Regions from separate parts of the Rattus norvegicus genome. Here region 1 is linked to region 2. A link is a contact called in public Hi-C data. All regions are on one chromosome and are shown on one strand. Each heading gives the region's core, a stretch centred on a gene start, on an enhancer-like site or on the middle of the called end of the contact. The rest is flanking DNA. Distances are from core to core; before and after follow the strand shown. Region 1 overlaps Ifih1 (interferon induced with helicase C domain 1). Region 2 has its middle 61 kb from the start of Psmd14.

Region 1 (4,562 bases), core at 1,728-4,227, 1.1 Mb before region 2:
TAATTTCTAAATGGCAGCTGCACATTTTAGAACTGCAGTGGGATGGTCATGATGTATATGGCTCTCCTGCCTTCTGAAGTCACTGGCAATTTTAGAACAAAATATCACAGAATTTTGATGTTTCCTTTGACCATATTTACGTGGAAGACTCCAAAGGGACTTATCCCATTCTACAGATTATTTTAATTCTATACAGTTACAGAAAAATTAAAGTCATTTCTAAATATCTGCTATTGCTTGGGCAAAACAAGTGAGTAGTTACTTTTTAACGTGGCATTTTTATTATTCTATTTTAGGAAATGAAGTGCTATGGTAAAATAAAAGTATAGTAAATGAAAAAAAAAGTATAGTAAATGAGATTTCAAACAAGGGGACTGCTACTGGGTTTGGAAGGAACACTTTTACATAACACTGCACAAACAACAAATCCTGAAGCTTCTCTTTGGATCCATTAGAGCACCTTGTTTGGACTCTAGAAATGCAAGTACCTCAGAACGATCAGCAGAGGGCGCTTTGACATTTATAAAGAGAGGATGTCTCTGCTCCAGTGTGGAAAATGATAATGTAACTAGCGTGCCATGTGTGAATATACAGTGCGCATGACCCAGCACGCGTGTGTATATTTTGATTTATATATTCGTTCACGTGAAGATTTTAAAATTCCACCCCAGCTAATGAGCTCACCAACCTGCTTGTTTTCAGACTGTAATACCTTCTTTTTCATTCCCCCATATGTTCAGCTCCTTAGGTTTATCCGGTGACATTATGCTTTGGAATATATTGTGAAGATATTTTGCATAGATCATGTTCTGTAGGAGGGGTTTAAAAATTGACCTTTATAAAACAGGCTCTTTCTCCCTGGCCCAATCTGTCACAGCACTTTTTTGGTAGTTGTTGTTTTGTTTTGTTTTTTGTTTTCTGTTTTTTGTTTTCTGTTTTTGTTTTTGTTGTTCCTTTTCATAGACCAAAAGTCCAATCTTAGGCTCAGTCTATACTTATTTCTGTGAAAGTGTCACGAAATTTATCCTTGCACTTAAGGATCCGAATAGCGCTTCTTATCCCTAGCCTGTAGAAAAATCTAGCAATTTTTTAGAAACCTAGAAATAAATGCCACAACATTTGAAGCTAAAGGAAGACCATGACTGGAGCAGTATATTACCGTTTCAGAGTTGGCTCATATTATGTGGTCCATCCTTCATATTTTCTTAAATTCAGTTACCATTCACTGGGTTTGCAGTACTGCAGGGGCCATTTAAGGGTAGATAGTAATTTGAAGAGAGGGGGAGGGAAAGGGAGGAGTATGCTGGGATTAATGCTTATGAAGGATTTTATGTTCCTTCTTTTCTAACCGAGCGTGTTCTGTGACTCACAGCTGCACAGCTGTTCTAAAAGGGCTATCAGCCAGTCATCCAGAGTTGGGCGATAATGCCACGGGTATTTTTATCAGTAAGAAAACTGAGTAGTGCATGTCTACAGCGAAATTAATATAGATTGGGTTTATTTTATAACTTCAAACAACTCTTTGAGCAGGATCATCACAAAGCGATGGTCTCAAATTTTGGTTTGATTATCAGAACTTACCTTCTCTACCTTGAGTTGTGAAGAAGGACTGAAAGCCAGACTAGTGGCAAGAGAGAATTGAGTTGGTCAGGGCACACCAAACCATTTTGTTCATATCTTAATATGATATGCTCTGGATAGGAAAATATGTATCACAAGCTCTCAAAGACAAACAGTAACCAAGTCAAGGAAAATCAATAGAAAGGAAAGAAAAGCCCCAAATCTAGGTGTTAAAGGGTTTGGAGGCAGACTTGAGAAAGAAGGAAGGTTACCCCAAAGAACCTTAGCTAGGCGGGAAGGACAGACATTCGTCTGAGCCATGGACGGCTGCCTTCTGGTGGTTTTGTGAACAGATGTGACTGATAACATTTCAGGCTGAGTGAACGTCACCACTAAAGGAAGTTATAAGAAAGCTTGAAGTGTGTCAGAAATGTGATGTAAGAGGGTGACTGGGGACAGAAATACACATTAAGACCTCTAAGACCGAAGAGAACTAATGTGTCTTAGAGATTTTTCCTGCTGTTGCCCAAGGAGAACAAACAAAACAAAACGAAAATTAAAACTCCCTTAAATTAATATTTCATTGTCTGGATATTCATGAAATACCATCACAGTGCATGTAAGAAATTACCCCAGGGCATCACGCTGGCAGCTTGGCATTGCTCATGATGAGAAGATGTGTACCTTGGAAGTTGGCAGTCATTTTAAGCCCCGGCAAGAACCTGTCATTGAGCATTACCTGGGCACCCTTAGTGATATCTGCGCTTGCACTTCCCTCCGGTCTGGTTAGGATCGCTTAGGTCCTTCAGCCTTTCCAGCAGGCATCTATGAATTTAAAGTTTCCAAGTCATCTTCTTCTTTCTTACAGTCCATGGCTGCTGTTAATGACAGGACTTCTAGTGTGGTTATCAAGGTCTAGAATTGTGAATGTCTAGAACATTCTACCTTCATCATTAAGTTAGGGGGTAAGTTCTCCTGGTAGGTGTAGTCACTTTTACAACCCTATATTTTAATAACGTTCTTTCTGTGTTTGGCCCCTGGAGCAAAGGATAGCAGGCAGAGATGATAAACGTTAAGCCAACATCGTTATGCATGACTCATATTTAATTCTAGCTGACATATTTCAGCACACACATACATGCGCATGCACACATGTGCACACATGTGCACATGCACACACGCACACACGCACACATGAGTGCGCTTACACACGCACATACATACACACATGCATGCACGCACTTACGCAAACACACATACACCTATAAACAGGAGCAGAGGAGCTCCACGAATGGCCATGTGGGCCTGTGGCTCTAAGAGAGATTTTCTTTTTCTCTTTGGGGAACTCATTTCCTAGAAGCTTGGATCCAGGATAGAATATGCAAGGTGGGTGGAGGTGGCTTCTCTCCATTCTGCAGGAACACATGTTCCCTGGCACACAGAGCGAACTATGACAGACCAAAATGTGAGCGTGTGTGTAGATCCATATACATAGAGCTGAAAATAAAAGTAATCTATTTCCTCTCAAAGAAAAGATTGTTATTCCTAAAGAAAAGGAAATATGTATTATTAGCAGTATGAAAGTAAGCCCGTTTAAGGGGTCCACGCAGCCTTGTGTCTGTGCCAACACAAGGACGTGCTTCAAGCTCTTGGGTTAATCTGTGGCAAGAGCATTATGTTTTTTTTTCTTTTTCTTCCTTTTTCTTTTTTTCGGAGCTGGGGACCGAACCCAGGCCCTTGCGCTTGCTAGGCAAGCGCACTACCACTGAGCTAAATCCCCAACCCCGGCAAGAGCATTATGAAACTCGAGGAAAGATAGGTATGATGTTCAAGTGTAAGGCAAGGTCACAGTAAGAGAAAAGTATGACTTCTCTGAGAGATGGAATTCAGTGAGGTGTAGACCCTGTCCCCACCAGCTCCAGGGAGAACAGAACAGAGCATATATGTTCTTCACCGAGGTACAGGGAAATCCTTTTCGCTGCCGCTGTTTCCTGCCGCATGTAAACCCACTTTTCACCACAGAGAGAAGCTGTGATGGATTGCTGCAAGAAGGAAAAGATAGAGTCCGCAGCGTGAAAAGTTTCTAGACTAGGAGAAAGTCTACCTGAGGGAAAAGAAGTTGCGTTTTACTTAAGGGAGCCTTATAGGAAACACAGTATTATTTGTTCATTGCCTGCTATACTAGTATATTCCAGCAGAGGGCAGACGTTGCATTAAAATGAATCTAAACTCGCCAACCCTCCCACCTCCCCATCTTTGCTTTCAATATTTTATTGTGAATTTTTTTGGTTTCTAAACGATTTTTAAAATGTTTTAAAAGTATGTAAGGTCTATAACACATTAAAAAATACGAAATTTCTAAGATTCCAGTAATATTTTTTACTATTACCAAAATATTCAAAAACGTGTTTCCAAAATGAAGAGATTTTTTTTTGCCCCCACACATGATTTTACAGCCTCTCTTAGAGATTACTGTCATTGTAAGCAAAGCTGTTGTTTTTATCTTACTTGTGAAGTTATTATTCTTTATTTTTTCTTATTTTGAAAATCCATCTATCTCCTAATTGAACAAGTATGATTTTTTCCTCTGGCCCCAATTAATTCCATATAGACAACTATATTAATAGACATGCCTGCCATTTTCAAATTTATTTCCTAGTTGGCTTTGATCACTCCCTTAGAAGAAAATGACATATGTAAAAGTCAATTAAGCCCATTGAACACTGTGATTCCAATATATGATACAAATCTACAAGAGTTTATTAAATTTATTTCCCTTCAAAAATCTTGTCCCTGGTTTAACAGGATCACCATTACAATAAAATGTAAAACTGTAGAAGCGACTATCTGTAATTTTAAATGGAAACAAGCCACCTGTGAGCAGTGGCTGAGTTCAGATCTGGGAGGCATCCCTGGTCTCCAAAGCACCGGATCACTTCACAGGAAAGCCGTGCCTCCAACCTCTGCTTTGCATGTCTTCTCTAAGAGGAAAAGTGCATTGC
Region 2 (4,372 bases), core at 1,160-3,659:
TAAGTCTTAAGCTGGCAGCACACACTTGCATCAGATGAGACTTACATCATTTGTATCCACAGAGAGAGAGAAGTCCTAGCAAAATGAGCTTTCTGCACTCACCCCCTAACCTGTGTTAATCATCCCGGTTGTGGTGTTCTAAGAACCTACAGAACTAACTCATTTTGAAGACTGTAAATCAGTTGTCAGTGATAACCAGTATCAAAGTATGCCTTGCTCACCAAGACCTGTAAAGGTACACCCGACTACGTGGCTTGTTATTAAGAGATAGGTCCCAGGTGGAGGCATCTTCGAAACCAATATATTTTCTTTATAACTGGTGTCAAATTGATGTATATATTAAAAAAAAACTTGGAAAATGATCTCAAAGAGGAAGTAACAGCCCAAGGAGCCATATGTTCAGGGAAGCTATCAGGTTTCCATTGGGACCAAATTTCATTTCACCTTTTTGTCCTTATGCACAAATAAAACTTATTTGTAAATATGCCATTCAAACAGCCATGCAATTTTGTGAGGCCCTAAGGGTGGAGAAGAAACTATCCTAGTCCATAAAAAGCCGATGGAAGGTAAATAATTTTGTTAGCTATTGGATATGCATAAGGCCACAAGGGATTGAACTCCATAAATTCACACCCTCAATGAAATGCTTCCATAGAACTAGTTAACAAAGAAAAGGCTGATAAATAGTTAATAAATAAATCTCGATGTCGATGGAATTGCTGAACCCAGGTTTACATCAATGGATGTAATCTCCCCCCTTGCTGGTGGATGGATTCCTATTCTAACAGATTCAGGGATTTTTCCCAAGGCAGGCTAACAGTATAGCATTGAAAAGTCTGATAGGCTAAGGGCAGAGGGCTGCACAGTGGTTTTCCAGAGAAACCAAAAGTACTTCTGTTTACCAGCACAAAACACTTTATAGAAGTCCTTTCAGGAATTTTCAATTTTAAAGCTTTCCAGCATTTTAGTAGATTCTAATAATCGTGCATTCGTTACTTTATTGGTATGCCTGGGCGTATTCTAACGGGAAAATTACGTTGAGCATTTGTGCAGCTTTCCATATGACTAGAATCAAAGTCTAAAAACACCGATTCACTCACGCCACTTGATTTTATATGTATTTATGTACTTTTATTAAGAGACATTGCAACTTTAGGGGAAAGGCCATCATAGAAATGAAACCCTTGTGTACTCAGTAAGTCTCCACGCACTTGTTTGTGTCGTTATACCAAGATTAAAGTCGGTAGAAAAAAAATCATACTGCATAGGTTATCTTGCAACTATTTCTTTTACCATCCATGGTTAGAGGAAAGTTTTATCATGTTAATTTAGGCACCTGGCTAGCTAATATTGAGGAGTCTTAGGAAAAACTGCCTTCTCAGGCAGGTCTTTGTTTCTGAGTTCCGGCTAAGACACTTCAGAGTGAGAAGGGACATCAACGTCTTTTATCCTAAGAATGGTTGATGAAATGGTAGTTTAAGTGTCTTTCTGCTCAACCATCAACTCGCTGTGAAACCTCCCCTGACTCCCCAGCGAGCCTCAACAGGTATGGAAGACTTTTTTGACCAGACTAAGTTTATGATGCATTCTTTGGTGTTGCTGTTCATGTCCAACTTCTCACAGGCCAGAACACTGAGCCACCTGGTCAAGAAGGGACACAGGGCTCCAGCCATGCACAGGCCCCCATCTTCGGGTGCCCGGATCGTGGGAAGGTTACCTGCTTTGAAAAGGCGTTCGTCTTACCAGCTACTGTCTTAGGTGGTATTCCCCGGGGGTATATGTCACAGAAGCTCATTAGCCTAGTCTTGGGGTCAGGAGGTCAGGGGTTGGGAGTACAACTAATTGTAAGGCCCTTTCTGGTTTATTAAATCGCTCGCTCGCAGTTGTGCTCGGGGCCGGGGATGCAGGGATGCGAGGGTTACAGCCCGCAGCCTTTGGGGGCATGTGGGGGTGTTTGTGAGGGGGGGAGGGCTTGACCACGCCGACAGCTCAAACCAGTGTGGCTCGGCAGCTCGCACCAAGGCTGGAAGCCTGTGCGGGAAAGATCCGGCTCGGCCCGATCTGGCTTTGTTTTTCTGGCTCTTTCTTCCACTCCGGGGTTTGTCCCTGGGCCTCTGGCGTGGTTCGGTTACCCCGCCACCCAGCGCGTTCGCTTCCCCGCAGGCAGGCCTGGCGGGCGGGCGCGCGCTGCAAACGTGGGTCCCGGGCGCCCCATGCGGGCTGAGCTCGCTCGATCGCTCGCCGGCCCGCCGGCCAACCCGGGTGCGGCTCGCCAGCGGCGGGGAGGACGCGCGGGAAAGCCAGGGAGCGGGAAGCGGGCGGCGGCGGGCCCGCTGGAAAGGAGGGAGCGCCGCAGGCGGGAGGACGACGCGCGGAGGAGGGAGCGGGAGGAAGGAGGGAGCGCGGCAGGCAGGCGGAGGGAGGGCTGATTAGCATGCAGCAGCGCTCGCGCGCCCGGCTCCATTGTTTTAACACCTCCCCTCTCCTCCGCGCCAATCTGTCACCGTTCAGCAGGCGAACGCTGCTGCCTCAAATGCTGCTCTTCTCAAATGAGACGGATAATTAGTTGCCCCGCACGAATGCCGCACTCTTCTCACCCCTGATTGCTATCACCTTCTTGCTCCTGGCAGTTTTGACACCTCGTAATCAGCCTGCTGCTTTTCTCTTTTCTTCCCGACTTCTGCTTCCCTCCCCCCTTCCTTCCTAGTTGATTTATTTATTTATTATTATCATTTTAAATGCAATCTCCGTGCCTATTTGGACGAGTGCTCCTCCGAGTTAACCTTGCATATACGTGTGTGCCTATATATGCATATGTAAACTAGGGTGTGTGTGTGTGTGTGTGTGTGTGCGCGCGCGCGCGCGCGCGCGCGTGTGTGAGCAAGGGGCGGGCTGGCAATTTTGCGGGAAACACTGCTTCCACGCGGAGAGAATTTTCTCCTCAAGATATTTTTGGGATGGGAGAAGTTGGGGAGAGGGACGGGAGGGAAGAGTTAGGGAGACCTCAATTAATGCTTTAAAGATCTCTTAGAAATTAACAAACTGGGGAGTCTCGGAATCTGCTGTCAGAAGCGTGTTTTCCCCTCTCTCCTCTAACAAGCACTGACAGTCTAATTACTGTAGCTACAAGCAGCTGTCGAGGCAGCAGCCCGCGAGCGAAGGCGCCACGGGATGAGCGCTCACCGCCGGCCCCTGCGCCCAGCCTAACCCAGCGAACCGCGGCCAGACTTGGGAGGATGGAGAGAAGCGCGAGGCCCGGCACCCGGCAGCCTCGCCAGCCCACGGCGGGCCTGCGAGTCAGCAGACTCCCTTATTGTTTCATATTTATAAAGTCTTTACCTTGAAGGTTAAAAGATGTGAAGAAGAAAGGAGGGGACCTGAGGGGGGGGTGCGAAGAAAATCTTTTAAGCTTCCATCCATTCCTTTTCTACCTCCTCAAGTTCTCCCTCCCCCGGTGTTGGTAAAATAACCACGCAACCCGGGGCTGAGGGGGCGGGGTGAGCCAGGCTGGAGTGTAAGAAAGCAGATGTCCCCGCTGGCAGCAGCCTCAGCCTCCGGGGAAAGCTGCACCGGGGGGGCCATCCCGAGGACATTCACCTCCCACTTCTCAGGCATCCCGCTCACAACTGCCTCGCCTCGGCAGGGGTGGTTTTTTTTTTTTTTTTCCCAGACTCAGCGTTTTGCGCACGTAGCTTTCTTACCTGGGAGCTGTTCTTACCCGGTTACGCTTAGCAGAAGCCCAGCACCCCGCTCAGTAATAGGGTAGAGGGATAGACCTGACCGGTGTTCACTATACCTTTCGAGTGGCGGGGTCCTGTCAACCTTTCAGAGCAGGACAGAAGGCCCCTCTCTGGCGGCCCAATTGGGTCTCTGCCCTAAGAAGTTGGAGCATGGGGTACTGCTGGAGTCTTAAATTCCCACCTTACTAAAGTGGTGAGGACCGGTTGCTCCAGAAGAGGGTAGTGGGCCACTTCGAGTCACTTTCTGGAATGGAGTTCTTTTTGGTTGTCAGCAAGCCAGTAAAGATGTCAATCGTGTGAGAAAAGGAGAGGAAAAAAATCCTTCTTTTGATAGGCGGTGGGGTATATTCTGATTAGTACACATACTGGGAAGTTTTGAGTTTGAGCGTGTGTGTGTGTGTGTGTGTGTGTGTGTGTGTGTGTGTGTGTGTGTGTGTGTGTGTAGTGGAGGGGAAGCTGGGAGGAAGAAGAGAGTCTTTGGGTAATTGTCTAGGCATTTCCATTCAGCCTGATGGCAAAGATGTACATGCCTCAGAACCCTTCACAGTGCATACCTAATAATCACGATGTCACCCTGGTGAGGAAGATGTCAATGTGATGTGCTCGGCACCTTGAGACATCGAGGTACCATT

The links. Hi-C and Micro-C count contacts between places; a contact is called where the count stands out from the background.
Region 1: a Hi-C map of frontal cortex shows a contact between it and region 2, with 4 times the contacts expected there. The contact joins two enhancer-like sites.

Annotation. Positions count from the first base shown.
Region 1 is chr3:67,665,731-67,670,292 of GRCr8, reverse strand. The region is part of intron 3 of Ifih1 (interferon induced with helicase C domain 1); the gene reads left to right. Among named protein-coding and RNA genes, the nearest start is that of Ifih1, 16 kb to the left of the region's middle. Within about 2 kb of position 2,977, at least 11 of the 93 cell types and tissues checked have an H3K27ac peak or open chromatin away from gene starts, as enhancers often do.
Region 2 is chr3:66,599,333-66,603,704 of GRCr8, reverse strand. No RefSeq gene overlaps it. Among named protein-coding and RNA genes, the nearest start is that of Psmd14, 61 kb to the left of the region's middle. Within about 2 kb of position 2,409, at least 51 of the 93 cell types and tissues checked have an H3K27ac peak or open chromatin away from gene starts, as enhancers often do.